Linked DNA regions of Mus musculus: region 2 is linked to region 1. The links are chromatin contacts, called in public HiChIP or PLAC-seq maps. All regions are on one chromosome and are shown on one strand. The core of a region is the stretch at or near the end of the contact, and the rest is flanking DNA. Distances in the headings are between cores, read along the strand shown.

The links. HiChIP or PLAC-seq counts read pairs in DNA pulled down with a chosen protein or histone mark.
Region 2: a contact with region 1 is called in an H3K4me3 HiChIP or PLAC-seq map of bone marrow-derived macrophages, with 9 times the contacts expected there. The contact joins the promoter of 4930447C04Rik here to the promoter of Lrrc9 in region 1. A contact is called at or near these places in 2 of 39 promoter capture datasets (hippocampal neurons and liver), 1 of 484 Hi-C or Micro-C datasets (embryonic stem cells), 1 of 115 datasets of contacts at active chromatin or transcription factors (bone marrow-derived macrophages) and 2 of 9 other capture datasets (adipose tissue and pancreatic islet).

The regions. Positions count from the first base shown.
Region 1 is chr12:72,440,615-72,444,962 of GRCm38.p6, forward strand. It overlaps Lrrc9 (leucine rich repeat containing 9), which reads left to right and starts at 1,252. Exons shown (of 32, transcript NM_001142728.1): 1 at 1,252-1,554.
Region 2 is chr12:72,915,168-72,920,033 of GRCm38.p6, forward strand. 4930447C04Rik (RIKEN cDNA 4930447C04 gene) reads right to left here and starts at 2,598. Exons shown (of 18, transcript NM_029444.2): 1 at 2,541-2,598; 2 at 1,656-1,712; 3 at 1,507-1,563; 4 at 189-315. The coding sequence starts at 1,704.

The DNA of each region.
Region 1 (4,348 bases), core at 2-2,501:
AGTGAATGTGTTTACAGACAGCAAACTCATCGGATGCATCCAACTCTTAAGTTATTAAATAGAAATATTTAGCCGGGCGTGGTGACACATGCTTTTAATCCCAGCACTTGGGAGGCAGAGACAGGCGAATTTCTGAGTTCGAGGCCAGCTTGGTCTACAAAGTGAGTTCCAGGACAGCCAGGGCTACACAGAGAAACTCAAAAAAACAAACAAACAAACAAACAAAAATATAAACAAAAAATAAGAAAGAAAGAAAAACGAAATATTTATAATGTTTAGATTTTCTTGAGAAAGCAATTGAAAGCTAGGCTGAGTGAAGCAGCAGATGCTAGTTTGCAAGAGGACCCGAAGGTCATAAATACTAACACATCCCCACTGAATTATAAAAATGAGTGCAGTGCTGTCAAGAGTTTTGTCAATTTGATACAAAACTAGACACAACGACAGAATCTCAACTGAGGAACTGCCCCTATCAGATTGTCCTGAGAGCATATCTTTTTTTTTTTTTTTTTTTTTTTGATTAATGACTGATAGGAGAGAGCCCAGCCCACTGTGGACAGTGCCTCTCCTGAGCAGGTCGTCCTGGCTTGTATAAGAGAGCCACCTGAACCCCATAGTATTTCTCCACTGCTCCTAGCTGGGCTGACTCCCCTGCTGAAGGACTGTGATCTGATCATATAAAGCCAAATAAACCCTCATCTCAAGTTGCGTCCGGTCATGGTGTTTATTTCTTGCAATAGACAGCAAACAACGACATGCCCGGTCCAAAATAACCTAATGCAAGCCTCCCAAGCAATTATAAATTGTCCTGGTAGCCAGATTTTCAACGTAACAAACAAAACATAACCTTATTTAACTCAGTGCACCCCAAAATAGTTTAACATGTGATCGATACAAAAATCATTAACAAAGTCGTTTCCATTGCATCTCTGCATACCAAGCGTTTAAGTTTTGGTCTATTTTCCTATATACGTCAGTTCAGACTACCGCTTTTAAAGGGCACATACGCGGCTGTGGCTAGTGGCTAACTCTAGTAGACGTTGTGGTTGATTTGGTTTGTTTTATAAGTTCATTGCTTTCTCAGCCAGTCTCCCCCTGTCCTCTTAACTTGTATTCTATCTTGTAAATTATTGCCTCCTGAGAATTTTGGCAAATTAAGACACTCGAAAGCCTGCCTGAGAACTCCTAAAAGACCAGTGGGGGTCGATTGCTTGGAGACGTTCCTGGGCGCGCGGTCTGGCGCTTGCCCTTGGGGGCTCACCGGGCTCTTGGTGGCCTCAGCTGCGCAGCAGCTGGGACCGAGGCCATCAGCGGCGGAAGGGGAACCGTCTTATGACCTCACTGCTCCACGCCATGCTGGGGATCAAGACCAGTTAGTACTGCTGACTTCGAGGCTCCAGGTGTCAAAAACTTTAACTGTGAAAATGCCAGGACCAGGTCCCCACCGCCTAGCCCACAAACTGTCACTGTCCTCGGAAGGAAACAAAGTGAACACCCAAGACTAAGAACTAGGCAGCGACCGGCTGCCACCGCTCCGCGGGAGTCTTAACAAAGGTGGGAGGGGAGGTCTTCCGGAAGGGGGCGGGGGAGGGTCTTCCCTGCTTAAGTTAATTGGTTGTAGTTTGCTACCACGTGATGCAGGCAAGGATGGGCGGCTGATTTCCCCGTCCTCGCCATCCCCTTCCTGACCCAGAGGTCAAGGGAGGCGGAGAGAGGGTTTCCTAGACAACCGCAGTGGGCGGTCAGTACACAGCAGGCCCGGGGCTGGTGTCAGCTGCAGGAAGGGATTTGGGAGGTCGGAGTGCACTCTGACCTGCCTAGGACAGCCCTGGAATCCATCCTCTCTCTGGAATAAGGTACTGAGTATCGGTCTTCTGGTTGCCTCTAGGTGTCCCTCCCCTGTAGGAAGGACTAGGGAGTCACATGGAGGAAATCTCCCAGCAGCACACAGGTCAGGGGACCTATGTGATGGTGCAGTGGGGGTTATAGTAATATTGTGATGGTAGTTATAATAATAAAAAATAATAGTGATACTTCAGAGAAGGATCCTAGGAAAAAGGAAAAAATGATGTGCCCTAGGCTCGGGCAACTACTGGACTGAAAGACTCAAGGGATACTGATCATCTAGAAATAGGAGGGCCTTTATGTGAACCACCAGGGAGAACTGTTGGGTTCTGGCTCCTTTATACTCAAGGGAGAAAACAGTTGGACCACCTAGGGCTTCTGTTGGGCAGAAAGGTGATAGTTTCTTAGATTAAATGCTCACTCAGCTTTGCTGGCAGACAGTTCTTTACGGACCAGTTAGTACTGTGTTACAAATTGCCATGCAGAACAGTGTTTACAGTCATGTTGGGTAGGATGTGTGTGGTATGACAGTTCATTGGAACCATTTGATAAGTTATGTCGTGTCAGCCGTAGTTCCTGTCCTCGGTGAACATGTTAGGAGGAAGGACCTGCAAGTATCACAATACAATGTGACAGACAGTAGCCATGCAGAGGACATGTGCTAACCTTACCCAGTCACATGAAAGAGAATGTTTACAATAAGACCAAAGAGGATGCAAGTCTTCGAAGAAGACTCAAGGCACTCTTTAAGGATATATGGAGTATAGAGTCAAGGACAGAAGATATTTCAAGGAGAGGAAGAAGTATGTGCTGAAGTACAGCCATGCTAGCTATCATAGGACTAGAGTTGTAGCCGGTACTGGAATGTTGAGTGGCTGTTTTGGTTGACCAGGGGCTTAAGAGATTGGCATGAGTCTGAAAATGGTGATTATAAACAATTTCCAAGAGGAGTAGCATAAACAAATATACCCCCGCAAGAGTCTAGCTGCTCCCATGGATTAGAGAATGGGGTAGGTAGTGAGACAAGAGGGGCCACGATGGCAGAGAGTGGAGAGGAAGCATAAGAATTGTGTGTGTGTGTGTGTGTGTGTGTGTGTGTGTGTGTGTGTGTGTGTGTTGGGATGGAGAAGGGATGGGTGGTGGTGTCCTTTAGCACAAGAAGGCATTCATTAAGGGGAAACAACATTGGTTGGAAATACGAGCTCAGCTTGGGACAGGCATACTGTATTTGAGATGCCTGTGACATGTTCACGTGGGCTTTTGAGTTTATTGCATAGGAAAGAGGACACGAAAGATGAGTGGCTTTTACAAAGAAGGAAGCTGTTAGTGCAAAATAACAAGTAGAGGACTAGGGAGACAGTTTAGACGGTGAAGCGCTTTCCTTGCAAGCAAGAGGACCTGCGTTCCATCCCAGAACCCATGTAAATAAAACATGGCGTGTAATCCCCGTGCTTGGGAGGCAAGCCAATTCCTGGAGCTCCTTGGTCAGCGAAGCTAGCCCACCAGGTGAGTTCCCATCAAGATGAGAGACACCGTCTCAAAAGGAAATCGAGGTGGATGGCACCTGTGGGATGGCCCCTGAGATTATCCTCTGACCTCCACACTTAGATTCACACAGCAGCGTTTATTCTTGCATGTGCATACACAGAGTGGGAGGGAAGGAGAGGGAGGGGTAGGGGATAGAGAGAAACCAAGGAGAAAACTTGAGAATAATCAGTATCGCTCAATGCTATCAGCATTGCTCAAAGTCACATCAAGGTCAAGTTGAGGCGGAAACGGGTCCACTGTCTTTGGCAATCTGGAGTTATTGACTGTTGTTGGACTTATTTAACCAGAAGTAGACGCTGTGATGGCTTGAAGGGTTTTCTTTCACATTACACTGGGTTGAGGACTGCATGGAGTAAATTATTGTTGCTGATGATTGTCTAGAAAGTTCTTTGTGAAAGTGTGAAACGTAGCTATTCAGGGTTTTTTTTTTTTTAATGCAATATAGAAAGGACTTTTCTAAATAGGGAAACCTGTGCTTACACACAGAGGAAAGGAGACCCTATGGGAAGAAAGATGGACTGGCAGAGCAGTCTCTAACAGAGGTAGACACGGTGGACCCGTGCACAGAAAAGCTGATTCATTTCAGTCAAAACGAAGTCTTTATTTATTCATTGTATGTGATACGTGTGCACATGTGTGTGGGGGCATGCTCACTCAAGGATGTATGGATATATATAAGAGACTGCTAATATGGAGTGTCTTCCTCAATTCCTCTCTTACCAATTCAGCCAAATTGCTGGACCCGGCAAGCCTTCCCCATCTTGCACACCCAAACCCAACAACTCCTTGAGCTCTTTCTGTCTCCACTCGCAGGCCTGGATTGCAGGTGTCCAGCGTTTCCATGGGTGCTGCGAACCTAAACTGAAATCCTCACTCTTGCACAGCAAACACAAGCAAGCACTTCATCCATTAAGCCAACTCCCTCAGCCCCCAAATGAACATTTCTACTGAGCCA
Region 2 (4,866 bases), core at 1,348-3,847, 480 kb after region 1:
GTTGCTTTAAAATAGGATTTTTGCTTGTTTGTTTGTGGTAATCAAAAACAGGGCCTTGCACACGTTAGGCAGGTATTCTACCATTGAGCTACAGTCCCAATTCAACGTTTTTATACTATAAACTCTAAAACCTTGAGTAAAAATATCAAATGATAATCAATGGATGTTCATTTCTGTCAAATACTTACTTACTACAGCTGTCTTTGATTTCTTTACTATGTTTATAGTGAAAAGCAATGTCCTCATCTACTTTGTTTATAGCTTCACGTAGCTTAGAAACATTTGCTTTATTTTCTTTAATACTTTCAAGGCATTCTGAAAAAGGAAATGTTTGTTTTAACTAGAAATCACAAATTAAAAATAAAGAAATATACCAGAAAAATGAAAGTATATGATAATATACCTAAAAGGAGGAGAATCAGAAAATGCAAAGAAAGAGAGACCTGAGAGATAGGCATTTATACTAAAAATCAAAAGACCCACAGCTAGGCTGATTCCTAGATCCAGAAGCTAAAAAGAACAGAGGACTCTAAAAACAAATGTCCCTGACCCTTCATCTTTTACAATAAGGGTTAAAGGGCATTTAAAGCTAATCTATCTCGTGATGCTGTAAATTCATGTAAGCATTTACTCATTAGTAATACTAACAAAGGTGTTTTTGACAAATGTGAAATTCCATCCATTGCACATCAGTTATTAAATACACCAACACATTTGTCACTCATTAAATATAAAAGATACAATTTTTACATTAGAATATTTTTTTTAAATTCATGTGTATGAGTATGTCTAACTGGATACATGTGTACTATGTGTGTCCCTAGTGTCCATGGCACTAGTGTCCATGGAAGGGGCAGTCAGATTCTTTGAAACTGGAACTACAGGAAGTTGTGAATCACCATGTGGATGCTGGAAACTGAACCTGAGTCTTCTACAAGAGCAACAAGTGCTTTTACTTACCGAACCATCTCTCTATCTCTGAAATAATTTATTAATATATTATTTTCTTTTTGATTTCAGAAGAATAACATTTTTAGAATACTAAGGAACACTAATAATAATACTAAAGAATACTAATACTAAAAAGTTAACAGTTCTGTTTTCAAAACTAAAATTAGAACTGAACCATTTTATTTAATTTACCCTGCTATTTTACTTATTATTTTTAAGAATCATTCTTCCTGATAATGTGCCACTTGCCAACCTCTGATTTTTATTATTTCTAGAAAAAAAAAATTCCAATATTTGAAATGACTCTTACTTGAAAGGTAAAAGAGCTTATGTAAGGGACTATTTCTGAGAAATTCTTTACAAAATGATGTTGAATACAAACATTGTTATAATACTGTTTCAATTATTCACTCCTAAAATAAATAGCTCATCATTACTCAAAAGAAAGACCCCCCTCTCATACATACAAGTTGCCCTAAGCAGTTTAATTATGCACTATGCTATATAAGATAAAACCAAAAGACTAAAATATTTATTTCATGCAAAACTACTTACTATTAATTCTTTGAATCGTATCTTCTTTAATACTTATGTCTTGCTCATACTGGAAAACTAAAAATAAACATTTGAGATTTTTCTTCATGGTTAAATGTCAAATGTTAATACAAATTACTATTTCTTCTTTATTTTCATTTTATACCTACCAAATTCCAACAAAAGCCTGTCCAAACTGACAAACAGATTATCATTCATCTTGGACACTGTGTAAAATAAATAATAAAACTTTCAGAAGCCATATATAAAAGAGCATACATAAAGTAAGAACCTTTCTAGTATAGCATTCTTAAAAGGAAAATGTAAGTGGATTAAGACATGGTGAGAAGGGAGTCTCTTCCAATTAGCTGCTGAATTCCCAGCCAGCGCTTCCAGAGCCCAGATAAACAACTGAGTGGATACCCAAAGGGCTCCGCAAGACGGAAAGTTCTAGAAGTTTTCCTTCGTGACTGCTGTTGAGTTTTTGAACGACTAGAACCCAGACATCTAGATTTCTTATGATCTATTCCAAAACTTATGCGTCAACTGTAGGGGAACTCTTAGCGCCCTTCGTGGAAGGGGCTCTAGAGAAATGGTGTAAGTTGACGAGTGACCGCCATGTGTTTTGTTTTCTTTTGCTTTTTAAGGTTTTCCACAGCTCTCAGTCCTAGCCCCGCCCGCCCCAGGCTGGTTTCGCATCCCCACTCCTGCATTCATGCCAGGAATCCGCCCAAGGGCATGGCCCCTTCCGCAGATGCTCCCCTCAGCGGAGGCCCTGGTCCCTGGCGCCAGGCCCTGGCACGTGGCTCTGTGGAGCGCGGCGGCCTCTTCAGACCTGCTGCCTTCTCCTCAGACCCGCTGCCCTCTCCTCAGACCCGCTGCCTCCTCCTCAGACCCGCTGCCTCCTCCTCAGACCCGCCGCCCTCTCCTCAGACCCGCCGCCCTCTCCTCAGACCCGCTGCCTCCTCCTCAGACCCGCCGCCTTCTCCTCAGACCCGCCGCCTTCTCCTCAGACCCGCTGCCTCCTCCTCAGACCCGCTGCCCTCTCCTCAGACCTGCTGCCTCCTCCTCAGACCCGCAGCTTTCTCCTCAGACCGCTCTTCCACCAGCGTCCCCTCCCCTCCCCGGCCCACCTAACAGGTCCCTACGGGTCCCCACGGGTCCCCGGACATCCGCTGGTCCCCGGGTCCCCAGGGCGGGGTTCTGGGAACACCACCAGACCTTCTGAGGTTTAAGAGTCTAAGCCCTTTGGCTGGGGCCTTGAGAGACCCCGCGCACCACGTGGTAGGCCACAGTTCTCGCGAGATCACATTGACGCGGGGTGGGGGGGGGGCGCTCCCCCAGGTGGAGCGGTCAAAAAAATCCCAAAATGGGTGCTGGATGCAGAAAGCGGTGCCAGAAGAAACGGCTGGCGTTCTTTTTTCTTTTGTCTTTTTTGGTTTTTCGAGACAGGGTTTCTCTGTGTAGCCCTGGCTGTCCTGGAACTCACTCTGTAGACCAGGCTGGCCTCGAATTTAGAGATCTGCCTGCCTCTGCCTCCCAAGTGCTGGAATCAAAGGTGTGCGCAACCACGCCCGGCAGGAACGGCTTTCTTCAGGCTAGTTTTCTTCAAACACTACCCTCGCCTCACTAACAAAATGGCTTGAAAATCAGCACTAAAATGGACATTAACACAAGAAAAACAAAATTTCTTTTTAAAACTACTGTCCCTAGGTAATTTATGCATTTGAACTTTGTGTATCCAAAGCGAACATACAGAAGGAAAAAAAAAATTCCCTAAATTGGGTCTATTTTTATTTTTTAATCGACTAGTAATGGGGACTGAACTGATTGAGCTATGCCATTTCTCAGTTCTATGTTTCTAATGGAAATGGTACTATTATCATCCTAACTCATCTCAACAAGTGTTGTCATAAATTAATTAAATTAAAAAAAAAGCATCCAGCATTTTTCTCAAATCTCTCAAATTACGCACACACACACATAATCAATTTTATTATAACCCGTTATATTACTCACTGGTATTAATGATACCAAACCATCAAGGCTAATAAGTTTTGATGATATAAGAGTTTAGAAATTTTATTCTTTTTTCTGTGTATGTGAGAATCTATTTTTCCAGGTTTACCAAAGTGTAACTTACAATTTATTTGTATATATTTACAATTTGTATATAGATACAAATTTGAATATATTTACAGTGTGTAACATAGAAACTTGAACGCATTAATGTATTCGCTGTCTATTGCTAAAATCTACGGACTACTAACTTTGTTCTAATGACATGTGTTTTGGCTCATACTTCCTGAGGTCCAAGGCTGAGGGGCCACATCTGGTGATAACTCTTTCGGCAATAAAGTCCCAACGCAGTGCAAGGCATCACACCACAAGATATCAATCAACCATGTGTACTGGGTCTCTTCTGGTCCCTCATCTTCTTTTTACAATCTATCAACATTCAGTTATGAAGGTCCCATTCTAGTGACTATATCTAATTCTAATCTCGCCCCAAAGTCCCCACTTCTGAACACTAGAGTTAGGGTAAATGCCTACTGCCTTAATATCTCAAAATGGGGATTAAATTCCAGCACCGGAAGCCTTGAGGGAAGCCATCCAAAGTATGCACAAGCCATAATAATTAGGAAAGACTGAAAAGAAATCAATTTATGAGCATACCCACCACCTCATACAATGATCATTTGTGTAGTTGGTGAGGTCACTTAAGACCTACTGTCTTACCAGGTGTCAAGTACAAAATACAGTATTGACTATGGTCACCATGGTGCATACTAGTTTTCCAGAATTTTTTCATCCTGCCTCACTGAAATTACATGCCCTCTGATTAAAACTCCACCCCCCCCATCTCCTATCTCCCCTAATCCTCAGCCACCTCTGAGCTGCCCTCTATTATTGCAACTTCTTTTTTTTTTTTTTCTTATAAAAAACAACATAGCTGGGCAGTGGTGGCACACGTCTGTAATTCCAGCACTTGGGAGGCAGAGGCAGGTGAATTTCTGAGTTCGGGGCCAGCCTGGTCTACAAAGGGAGTTCCAGGACAGCCAGGGCTATACAGAGAAACCCTGTCTCGAAAAAAACAAAACAAAAAAAACAAAAAAAAAACAAAAAACCAAAAACTAACCAAAAAAAAAAAAAAAAAAAAAAAACAAACAAACAAAAAAAAAAACAAACATTTAATTGGGGCTAGCTTACAGGTTCAGAGGCTCAGTCCATTATCATCAAGGTGGGAGCATGGCAGCATCCAGGCTATCATGGCATAGGCAGAGCTGAGAGTTCTATGTCTTCATCCAAAGGTTTATTGCAACTTCTTAAAACACTTTTTGAGATTATATTATAATCACAGCATTTCTCCGTCCCTTTCCT